2 separate regions of the Triticum aestivum genome follow, and region 1 is linked to region 2. A link is a contact called in public Hi-C data. All regions are on one chromosome and are shown on one strand. Each heading gives the region's core, a stretch centred on a gene start, on an enhancer-like site or on the middle of the called end of the contact. The rest is flanking DNA. Distances are from core to core; before and after follow the strand shown.

Region 1 (5,823 bases), core at 230-2,729, 690 kb after region 2:
ATCTCAATCATTTTAATACTCATCTTTGGCTTACCTTTTTTGTACGGTTTTGCTAATCCCAAGTCATCTGAGATTTGTTATATTTAAATCGGTTCTTCTAAAAATCAACTTAGATATAAAGAAAAATCTCAGTCGAGAACATTCTAGGCCTATACTTCGCCATTCTTAATTTTTGTGAGAAGCTTACCCTTCATACTACCAGTCAACATAAGAACACTTGAGTGTCTGAAAGAAATATAACAATATTCAAGCTCTCAATTAGTATAGACAACACACGGTATAGCAAAGTTCTATTGGGCACAATGGCGAAAGTGTCCTTCTGCTCCCGACCTCAAATGAGCTCGGTGAATTGTAAAATAAAAAAGAAATCAAACAGCTCTGTTTTTTTTGTGACACAAAAGTTTCAAGTGCTTACAAAATTTCGTCATGTAATCACATTTCTTTAAGGCGTGACAAACAAAAAAAACAAAACCAGTGCTCCAAAAATGCTTTTGAAAGTAGCATTTTCAGAGTATCAAAATTTTTTTTTTGCCACGCCTTCTAGAGATGTGATTCCATGACGAATTTTTGCAAGCCGTTGAAACTTTTGTTAGTGTTTGTCACAAAAAAATCAGTTTTTTTTTAATTTTTTCTTGATTTTTTTAATTTTACTGTTCACCTGAGCTTATTTGAGCTTGGGCTGAGAAACTCTGCGTCCGCACAATGAGCCCTATGCGCAGGCCAGTTTGCCACAAATGGACAAATGTCCTCCTGTTCACGGATACAAAAATTAAGAACAACGTGAACTCCATGAATTTTAAGCATGCGTGATGGACTTTTTTTTAATAAAGCGATGGACTTATTGGATGACAATATTTTCAAGTTTACAACAAGCACAATGTGGGTTAAAATCAATGCAGATGGTGCTTTTTATCTCGAATGCTGAGAAATGCGACCAGTGCCATCGCCATCACAAATGAAACACGCATGTAGAAGCGTAACCAACGGTATGGATGGGATCTCAAACTTGCACTTGCAGCGAAACGGCAACCAACAATCTTAGGATCAGACCTGAGCATTGGTTGTTCGTCAATTAGCTAATGGATGTCCAAGAATGTCAAAGTTGTTTATACAAACTATATTGCGTGTGGTGTCTTAAGAGAAAATTGCACGGCACATGAATCAGCAGACTAAGCAAGGTGGACTTTTTTTTTTGAGGGGTCTAAGCAAGGTGAACTAAGAATGGAGTTCAGTGGAGACAGGGACCATTCGCCCGCGTGCGTAAACTCTCGCTGTCCATGAGGTCTTACCTTGCCTTCCAAGCCCAGCCTGCTACACAGGCCCAAAGTCACAGCTGGGCCGCAGCAGGATGCCTACGGTGGTACCGCAGCCAACGTAGGTGTCTGCCAACTGCCAGCTTTCCCCATTAAAAAAATCAAAACGGTGCCTGGCATTTTTTCACTTACCCCCTTCGCCCTTGCCAGCAGCAGCCGAAAGGCGCAGCCCTTCCCCAATTCCGGCCACGCCCCAGCGCCTCCGCCTCCCCCCCTTCACTCCCCTCCCAGCTCCTCCGCCGCCCCCGTCCCCGTCTCCTCCGCCGCCTCCCTCCGGCCCGATATCCACCCGCGCGCTTCCTCCCTCCCTACCCCTCTTCCCCAGCGCCGCCGCCTCTTCCACCAACTCCATCCGCCAATCTAGAAAGAAACCCCTATTTGTTGCGCTACCGCCGCCCTCTTTGATTCGGCTGATCTGATCGGTCGCTGAGCCGATGGGCAGCGACGCCGAGGAAGTGTCCCAGCCGGCGTCGTCGCCGGAGTACGAGCAGGACGACGAGGACGAGGACTGCTACCTGAGCGATCAGGAGGACGATGCCCTAGAGGAGTCCGTCCTCCAGGTCCTCGAGGACGGCAACCTCGAGGACTGCCATTGGTCCTCCTCCTCCGTACGCGCCTCGCTTACCCGTGCTTCTCCCGGCCCTCCCCGATTGCTTCTCTTACCGACGGATTTTTTTTTCCTTGCTTGTGCTTGCAGGTGATCACCAAGGAATACCTCTTGGCGGCGCAGGTGACTATGTGGCCTGAGGGCTCCCCCCATTCTGTTTCCAGGCTCTAAGCGATTTCCGGATGCTGACGCTTTGTTTTGTAAATTTATTCTGGCTGATTGGGGTCTGTAGAGGGAGGATCTGAGGAAGGTGATGGAGCTGCTAGGGTTAAAGGAGCACCACGCAAGGACGCTTCTAATCCACTACCGCTGGGATGTGGAGAGGATATTCGAGCTGCTCGATCAGAAGGGGAGGGATAGGCTCTTCTCCGAGGCTGGTATTCCTCTCGGAACCGCCAATAATGCTGGCTCGCCCTCTGCGACGGAGGTCACCTGCAATGTTTGTTACGATGATGTGCCCCTCACGGCCGCTTCCCATATGGACTGCGGCCACAACTACTGCAATGAATGTGAGTACTAGTCGCTGAGAACACGGAAGTGCTTGTTATGTACATGAAGCTTTGCATATGTGCCAGCTATAGCTTTTATATGCCGGTAGAACGATCGTATGATGCATTTTCGGATGAATACTTTGCTTTTTGACCACTGTGCTGATCAGCAGTGTGATATCCGTGTATTAGGAATGACAAATCAACAAACATCTTATTATCCTACTTACGAAGAAAATGGCGCAACTAATCATCTTCATTTAGCTCTGTATTATTGCGGACCATCTGTACTTGTACTTCATGCACAAAATTAACCTAGGGAAGCATGGGATATCACTTCCTAGTCGCAAGAATAATCATTATGTTACTTCATGTAATCTACTAGTCTATTATTACGAATTTTTGCTCTAAGTACCAGCGAAGGATATATCAACTACGCAAGTTTTTTATACTGCCTACCTCCACGCCAACCGCACCATGTGAATTAGCATTGCTATATCATTTATTCCTGAATAGCCACTAATATGTGCGTTTCATCAGGTTGGACAGAATATTTCATTGTGAAAATAAATGAGGGGCAGAGTCGGCGTGTCAAGTGCATGGCTCCAAAGTGCAATGCCATCTGTGATGAAGCATTAGTCCGGAAGTTAGTAAGTGCAAAGCGCCCAGATATTGCTGAGCGCTTTGAAAGATTTTTACTGGAATCTTATATCGAGGACAATGATACAGTCAAGTGGTGCCCCAGCACACCACATTGCGGAAATGCTATACGTGTCAAAGGTGATATTCATTGCGAGGTGGAATGTACATGTGGACGCCAGTTTTGTTTTAATTGCTCCTCAGAAGCGCATTCCCCTTGTTCCTGTGTGATGTGGGAGCTCTGGATCAAGAAATGCCGTGATGAATCAGAGACTGTGAATTGGATAACAGTAAATACTAAGCCCTGTCCCAAGTGTCATAAACCTGTGGAGAAGAATGGTGGCTGCAACCTGGTTGCATGTATATGTGGACAAGCATTCTGGTGAGATTTCGTATTCCTCTTGAACATTTATGTTTTATTACGTACCGTTCCATTTGTTGGCAGCTAATGATGCACTGTTGTTATATTGATGCCTTCTTTTATTTGTTATATTGGTACCTTTTTTTTTATCTTACTTGATACTTGTCCATACAAACTGAAAGCACCACATATGTCTTGTCTTCTTCCTACTTTCCTGTTTTATGTAAGCGTGAGCATACTTTCCAATGAGTAATGATGTTCAAATGAATCATAGAACAGAATGCGGTACGATGAGATAGAATGCAGTAGAAATAGAAACAAAAATAGGGAACTGATTACCTACCCCTAAGGGTCAAAGCAAGCCTTCAGTTCAGTTCGCTATTCTTAGAATTAATCAAATCTCCCCAAGTAGTATTGGCACGTACGACCAGTCAGTTAACAGTTGACTACTCTACCACTGAGCTACCGAGGAACAAGGGGGGATTCGAACTCCAGAGTTGAACTCCCGCTCTCAACCCATGAACAAACTTGCTGGAATGATTGCCCTGGCCCTTGATCTTCGGGATGCAGAGTAGGGGATGGCTTGGCACATGTTAGTTAGGACTTAGAACCAGTGAAAACCCACCTTGGGTAAGGTGAAGTTCAGTTTGGAGATCTAACGATTCCTTATATCCTGTATCCTCGATTGATGCAGCCTCAGATGCTTCAATTGTATTTGTAGAGTATTCAGATATACTGAGTTACAAATCAGCTCGTCAGTACTACACTACAACTAGGATACTATCGTGATATAATTGTATGGTGGGCAGATAGTACTTTGATGCTGGTGAAGTACATATTGTTCTCTCTTTGATACCGATTGCTCTTTTGTAAGGACAGGTTTTCTGACATATTTATAGCCCCATAATTATTCTATAAAGATACAACCACCTAGATTGTTAATGAAAATTTGTTGGTAGTTGGAAATAATAAGTTTGGTATCATGCTTTTACCAGTAATTCATAGCATATGGAGGAAAGTCTTGTAACGGTATAGGCGTATAGCTTATCTAACCTGTGTGTGGAAGTATTCTATCCATCATTCATAGCTCCTGCCCTGATCACGTATGCTACGTACGACTTATGGTGTGTGGGTATAATAGCAAAAGCTGTGCTCTGCCAATTGTGTAATGGGACAGAGTATTATTGTTTCCTATTCAAGAATGCTCACTGCTAGAGGTAATGCTGGCAGTCTGGCACATATCTGATCGGAAATCTAGATACCGTAGTAGGGTAAATCAAGAGACACTGCAGACTTCAATTGTACTGTCAAGGGTCATTACAGGCCTTTTGTTAGCATGTGCCTGACAGGTTATAATATTTTTTAAGTTTGGTGTGTCATTCACGCTGCGCGACAACTTACATGCTACGCTGACTAAGCTGATCTCCTCTCTCTTTTTTTCTTTCTCGGTTTTTTCCTCTTCACTCCACTTGTTCTTAAGTTTGAGTTTTATTTTGCTGATTTTATGTATTTTGGATGCAGTTGGTTATGTGGTGGTGCTACTGGTAGAGATCACACATGGTCAAGCATTAGCGGCCACAGTTGTGGCCGATTCACAGAAGATCAGTCAACAAGAACAGAGCAAGCAAGGCGAGACCTCTATCGTTATATGCACTACCACAACAGATACAAGGCACATACTGATTCTCTTAAGCAGGAAGCAAAGCTTAAGCGTGACATCCAGTGGAAGATATCCATTTCTGAAAATAAGGAATCCAAGATAAAAGATTACTCTTGGGTGATAAATGGACTGAACAGGCTTTTCAGATCAAGGCATGTTCTTTCATATTCTTATCCTTTTGCATTCTACATGTTTGGTGATGAGATTTTCAAGGATGAGATGACTCCCGAGGAAAGAGAACTCAAGCAGAATCTGTTTGAGGATCAGCAACAACAATTAGAGTTCAATGTTGAACGGTTATCTGGTTTCCTTGAAAAGGATTTTCAAAATTTTAGTGACGAGGAGGTTATGGATACAATGAAGCATGTTATCAATCTTTCCAATGTGGTAGATAGGCTCTGCAAGCAAATGTAAGAACTCTGCTCAACAAAATCCCTGTCAGTTACCTTGAGAAAATATGTTTAGCCAGTGTTTGTGCAAAGTAAATTGTACTAACTGTATATTGCTTTGCAGGTATCAGTGCATCGAGAATGATTTGTTGTACCCTCTCCGCACGCCTCATAATATTGCCCCATACAAATCCAAGGGTCTTGATAGAGCCTCAGAGCTCCACATTTGTTTGGACTCTGCTGAACAAAGTTCGCCATCTATGAAGTGTAGTCAGGATGAACACAAGAGTCAGCTTGGTTTATGTAGCGAATCAGGTATTTAACTGGCAATATTTCCTTCATACAAGGCTTAAATTCATGTGATAA
Region 2 (5,748 bases), core at 1,158-3,657:
GCTCTCGCGACCAACTCATGGTTCTGGAACATGGATAGCAAGCTTCCACGCACCCCTGTCCATGGCTAATTCTTTGGTGATCCCCAACGAAAATCTTTTGGGTTTCATCTCCATAAGAGTGGCTGAGTTTTGATGTTGGCTCGCCAAGCCTATCACACCTTTCTCCTTTACCCAGGCTTGGGACCGGCTATGTTGAGTAGACTTCTGAGGATTATTTTTTAACTGATAACTATCTAGAAGTCAAATCTTGGCCAGCATCAAACTGGCTTAATTTAGTCAGAAGTCAGACATAATTACTCACAGTGGGCATAGCAAGAAGAAACTAGGTAACTAAACAGCTTGAATTTGATAGTCCAACTCGTAAGATTTTCCTATTAACTGTTGTAAGCAGGTTAGCACTGCATTTCTGAAGTTTTGAACCCTTAAATAAAGCACAGCGATAGTGAGTAAAAAAGCACTAGATAAGTTGTTGACTACTTACAAGAACAGAAAGATTAGTTTCATTGGAATGGGTAAATCTGTCCGGCAAGCAATTTGAGAGTAATTCCAAGAGACGCCAACGAGATAATGATGGAAGCACATCGATAGAATTCCATGAGCTTCTCAATTCATCCTTCATCTTTTGTAGATCAGAAAAGTGAGGTAATGAGGGAAGGCATGCCGCAAGCTCTGCCTGAATCTTATGAAGATCAGCATTCCTAAGTATATCAGGTAAATTCTGCAGGCTCTGAAGATCCACATTTGGAACTTTTGTTGCAGTGTATATGGTCAAAGAAAGGAAGATGAAGAATCCTATCAAGTGCCTGAAGTGGACACAAAGAAATAGCTTTATTAGATCAGAGATAATCTAGCAAATTCATAATTCTGCTATATCATATCGGCAAAATAAATAAATAAATAAAACGAACAGGGGAGGAGCCCTGTGAAATTTTATTAAGGTAGAAACGATCGTGAGTACCATGTTCACCCCTGACAGGATTGAGCCCTAGTCGGCAAGGACACACCACCAAATCCTCTCCACATCGGCAAAATAACAAAAGGTAATATCACCCCGAAGTTTGTAGTCCTAATTTCCTAGTATTCATACTTCACCATTTATGGCACATAGCTTGCAGAAGAGGTTAGTGGTCAACCAAACTCAGTGTTACATAATGGCAGTCAAATCACTTGGTTTCCTTTCGACTTGATAGGATAGGCAAGCAACAAAGACTAGAAAAGACACATTTGAAGTCCATGGTTCAATTAAATGTATGACCTGTTGAAATTGAAAGGGACTTCTTTAATTAGTTTGGTGGACGGTAGTCTTGATAAAATTTAAAAATTAAGTTGGTTGTTGTCTCATCTTGCTTGGCAACAAACAAGCAAGGGCTACGACAAATGCTTCAAAATTCAGAGTGCCACAATGCATTCTCAGTGCTGAATTTCTTACTTGGTAATTAGTTTGAAACTTCAAGTCTGAACACGAGGAACTGAGCAATTTCAAGCCAGGGTTAAGTGAATCAAAAATCAAATGGTTGCATTGTAAAATTAACATGACAGAGAATCCTTGTTTTCAAGAGTAAATCAGCTTCCCTTTTCATGCCATAATTACATAGCTGAAGAAGCCATAATTACATGGCTAAAGAAACCGTACTATGTTGGATAACCACAACACAGAAAGAGAGAACAAAACTGCAGGTAAAGCACCAGATAGATACATACATCGTTCCAATTTTCAAACTAGAAACTCGCAATGTTATCAGAACTATATATGTCCAGGGGATTAATTGGCTGTTCCATACATGTGCGCACAGTATAAAATTGGCATAAGGAAAACAATTGGATTGAAAAATAAGATGGGGGGATGAGCAAGAGTACGCACGTCCAGACGTTGAGGGTCTCGTTGTGGATGGAGAAGACGGAGAGGAGCACCTGCGGGAGCGGCCACTCGCAGCGGTAGTAGCGCAGGATGTACTCGTTGTCCCGCATGTAGGCCGGCAGCGCCCGGTAGTCGACCAGGCCGTAGCGGCGCCCCTTGCCCTGCTTCCCCTTCCTCTCCTCCTCCAGCATCGGCCTCTCCACCTCCGCCTCCTCCTCCCACACCGCCGCCGCCGTCGCCGTCGCCATCGCCAGAGGGCCGGGGAGAAGACCGCCGGGAGAGAGAGCGCGACCCGTTCGGCCCGGGTGTTATGCCGCCCCGTCCGAATATCCGCCGCACGCGAACGCGACGACGCGCCCGCTGCCTGTGGTGGGTTGTATCGCTTCCCTCGCTCGCTCGGCCTGGGTTGCGTCGGCCCGTCGATCTCGGCGAGGCGGGCGCGCCTCGGTGCGTCCCCTCCACCCCAGAATTTTCTTTTTTCAAATACCTCCACCCCAGATTTAGCAGAGCAGCCTCTGACGCACGCCGGGTCGGCGTGTCCGCCTTGGCGTTTTGGGGCTTCTGTTTTGTTGGCGCGGTGGCGTGCCATGGGGCGTACGAGTGCGAGTGCGACCCGGTGCGTTGTGAATGAAGGGGGAGCTACGGCCGTGCGTGCCGACTACCTCTCGCTTTCCCCTCTCGTCCCGCGGAAGGAAGGGTGTGGCTTGGCTGGACCGTGCACGTACCGTCTCACGGATCCGACGTGCCCAATCGATTTCCGGCCGAAAAGGGAAGCAGTAGGAAGCGTGCGGGATTCTTGAGTCATCGCATGCCCAACCTCCCGTCGTGCTCACGGAAAATGGTTACGCGATTTTGACGTAGGCCGATCGTGCAAGTGCAAGGGCGACAAAAGCCCGTGAGGTCATGTTTGAGTTTTTTTTAACACAGTACAGACGCAAGAGCTCATATACACACGCATACACTCACCCCTATGAACACACACGCACACCCTACCCCTATGAGCACCTTCTAAAGACTGAGCCGGCATATCATTTTGAAATTTACGACGAGACGTCTCCTCCCACTGAATGTGCATCACCGGAAATCCTGAAATAAATGCGAGCACCGAGACTTGAACCCTGGTGGGCTGGGGATACCACAGTCCCTCTAACCATCCAACCACATGTTCACAGGTCAGGTCATATTTGAGTTGAGCCATTGATTGCTATATATGCCTATTCAATGTCAATGTTCGTCAGAGCATATTCAACGCCGATCCTTGAACCGTGGCCAATTTCGTTAGGGCATATTCAACACCGATCCTCAAACGGACATCATATTTCTCTGTGGATGCGTCACGCGTTCGTGGACAGTGATACGAGAGCCGACCATCCAAGGCTTGCCCACATCTCCGGCCACAATATAAACAAATTTAGACATAACTCATGCATATACGACGAAATTCATACAAACGGGCATAAATTCAGACATGATTTACATAAGCCGTAGATATTTCGTCCGTTCAACTAAAACTTAAAAAACTAAACTAATTTGTAGCAGACAGGCTGGCCGGCGGCACCTCTGTCGCCTTCCGTGCTCACGTTATCATCGTTGAAGCTGGAGTGGTCCTTCCAGCGGTGAAGGGCGCCAAGGCGCGGTAGCCCTGCCCGGCCGCCACCTGGCGCTCGAGCCGCTCATCTTCCTCTTGCGCCATGCGGAGGGCCGCCTCGGCCAACGCGGACCCTGGCCGGGGAGCTCTACCCTTGACCCTGCTGAGGACGACAGAGGTGTCGTTGAGTGACCACTCCACCTCGACCTTGGCAAGCTCCTTGTCTTGGCAGCGCAGTCGCTACGCAGATATCTCCGACTTGGTCATCGATCGGTCATCGGCCCAGGCCTCCGCGAGGTTGGGGTCCACGAGGACCCAGGTTGGCGCCTCTTCAGTCAGACTATGCGAACATCGCTCGATGCTCCGCGTTGCACCACTCCCTCCATGACGCCTCCTTGGCCGCCCTCTCCTCTGTTGACATGATGCTCCACGCTGAGGAGCTACCACTGCTGCGGCCACTGAGTGTCGGCGGGCGTGTGCAAGATACGCGCGAGACACCATGGACGGGAGATGTCCTTTTGCTGGTTCGTGAATGGGGCACGAAGGTGAGGACCTACACTATCGAAATGCACGAAATGTACACGATGATTTACCCGGGTTCGGGCCGCATGGTTGCGTAATATCCTACTCCTACTTTTGTGTGTGTTTATGTTGGTGGATGGCGAGCTACAAGTCCTTCGCGGGAACGGGAAGCGTTGTGTACTCCTACTTTTCTTCTACCAAATGTCCAACCTTTTACAGGTCTCTTCTGTCTTGCTAAGAAGTGCCTTCCCCCCCCCCCACCCCGCCCTCAATAGCTAGGTCCTCCTTTTATATCTCAAGGGGTACCACAATGGCTTTTCTACTAAGGAAGTGGTCCGGCCATCTGACCGAGTAGGTGAGTGCATTAAATGCTTGTATGAAGTGTTATTGCCTTCTGTATTCCGGGAATGGACGCCTGTCTTGTCACCACCAACCATGGCGCCACTTTGCACGGGGCGTGACACATCTTTGTATAGGTGTGCACCATGCGGTGAGATGAGGGGGTTGAATCACCCCGTACGTCTTGTCCAGCTCCCGGCACGCCTATTCACTTGTCGCATGGCGCAAGGGCTCTGCAGGCGTAGAACAACCGCTCCACGCGTGGGTGAGGCAATAGCTTGCTGTCGAAGGCCTGCTAAATGCAGGCCAACTAAGGAAGGTTGTTGACAGGCGAGGTCGTTCCCTGGTCTTGGTTGGCGAGAGTCATTATTAGGTGCTTCAATCAGGCTTCCTTCTGGATTTGGGCAGGCCCGTTCGGTGGCCATGGACATCTTTTGAACAAAGATCTGCATGCCACCATAGAGCCTTGGCTTCTCTTGAAGAGGTTGCTTGGTGTAGTTCTTCACGAAGATCTGCATACCACCTCTGTTTCAGAGGAAAGAACCTTAGTATGATCTATGTGATCCGATGCGTGTTACCTTTGAAGACTGTCATTCTTCTAGACGGTTAGGCGTCAAGTTCTGAGCACCCAAGAGTAATTGTGGCGTGGCGGTGAATAAGTCTGTGAAGGTTTTGAAGTGACGACTTTCCACGAGTGATTGGGCGAGGTCTAAGTGACCTTCGCTCAAGAGGAATACAGTGAGGACTAAGTGTCCTCTGAGTTCGTCTCAGCCGCCTCAACTAGACGTACAGTTGATACATCTGGTTGAGGCGGCTGAGACGAACTGAATTAGACACATCAATTGTACGTCTCAGCCGCCTCAACCAGACGTACAGTTGATGTGTCTAATTCATCACTAAAACTAGTCTACCAAATCGATGTGTCTTCACCGAGCCTACCTGGTTTCAAATTCCTCACCTTTACCTTTACGTTATTCCGTTACTGAAGAATTTGTGATCTACCTTCTGAAGAATTTGAACCAAAGACTTTCATCATGCCATTTCTCATTTCTTCAGTTCATCTTCCTCATGCTTGTATGCTTGTACGATTACTTGTTCTTCACCTATATGTATCTTGTATGCATGCTTTTTGCTACTGTGATGAATTAGTTGCCTTGCGTTTCTATTTATTCACTCCGATCTTCGTCAAATTCATTAGAGTTTGATGAATTTCTAAAAATCTCCCATTCACCCCCCTCTGGTAGTAAACCTGCGCTTTCAGAATGGAAAAGGGGGACGTATTGACTTAAACTACAAGCAGAAAAAGTATCCAACTGAGGCGGGAGTGTTCAGAACGTACATTCCACTCCTTGAGTCATGGATCGCGGTGGTATTTTGGAGAACCAGAAATGCAGTCACCACGCTAATTCTTTAACTTGTAGCTTCAGATGGTCGCGCTTCA

The links. Hi-C and Micro-C count contacts between places; a contact is called where the count stands out from the background.
Region 1: a Hi-C map of leaf shows a contact between it and region 2, with 4 times the contacts expected there. The contact joins the promoter of LOC123098179 here to the promoter of LOC123098177 in region 2. A contact is called at or near these places in 2 of 5 Hi-C or Micro-C datasets (both in leaf).

What each region holds. Positions count from the first base shown.
Region 1 is chr4D:400,580,878-400,586,700 of IWGSC CS RefSeq v2.1, forward strand. LOC123098179 (probable E3 ubiquitin-protein ligase ARI2) reads left to right here and starts at 1,480. Exons shown (of 7, transcript XM_044520093.1): 1 at 1,480-1,921; 2 at 2,011-2,043; 3 at 2,153-2,429; 4 at 2,949-3,429; 5 at 4,930-5,478; 6 at 5,582-5,772. The coding sequence starts at 1,748.
Region 2 is chr4D:399,891,613-399,897,360 of IWGSC CS RefSeq v2.1, forward strand. It overlaps LOC123098177 (heptahelical transmembrane protein ADIPOR3), which reads right to left and starts at 2,408. Exons shown (of 3, transcript XM_044520088.1): 1 at 1,912-2,408; 2 at 482-803. The coding sequence starts at 619.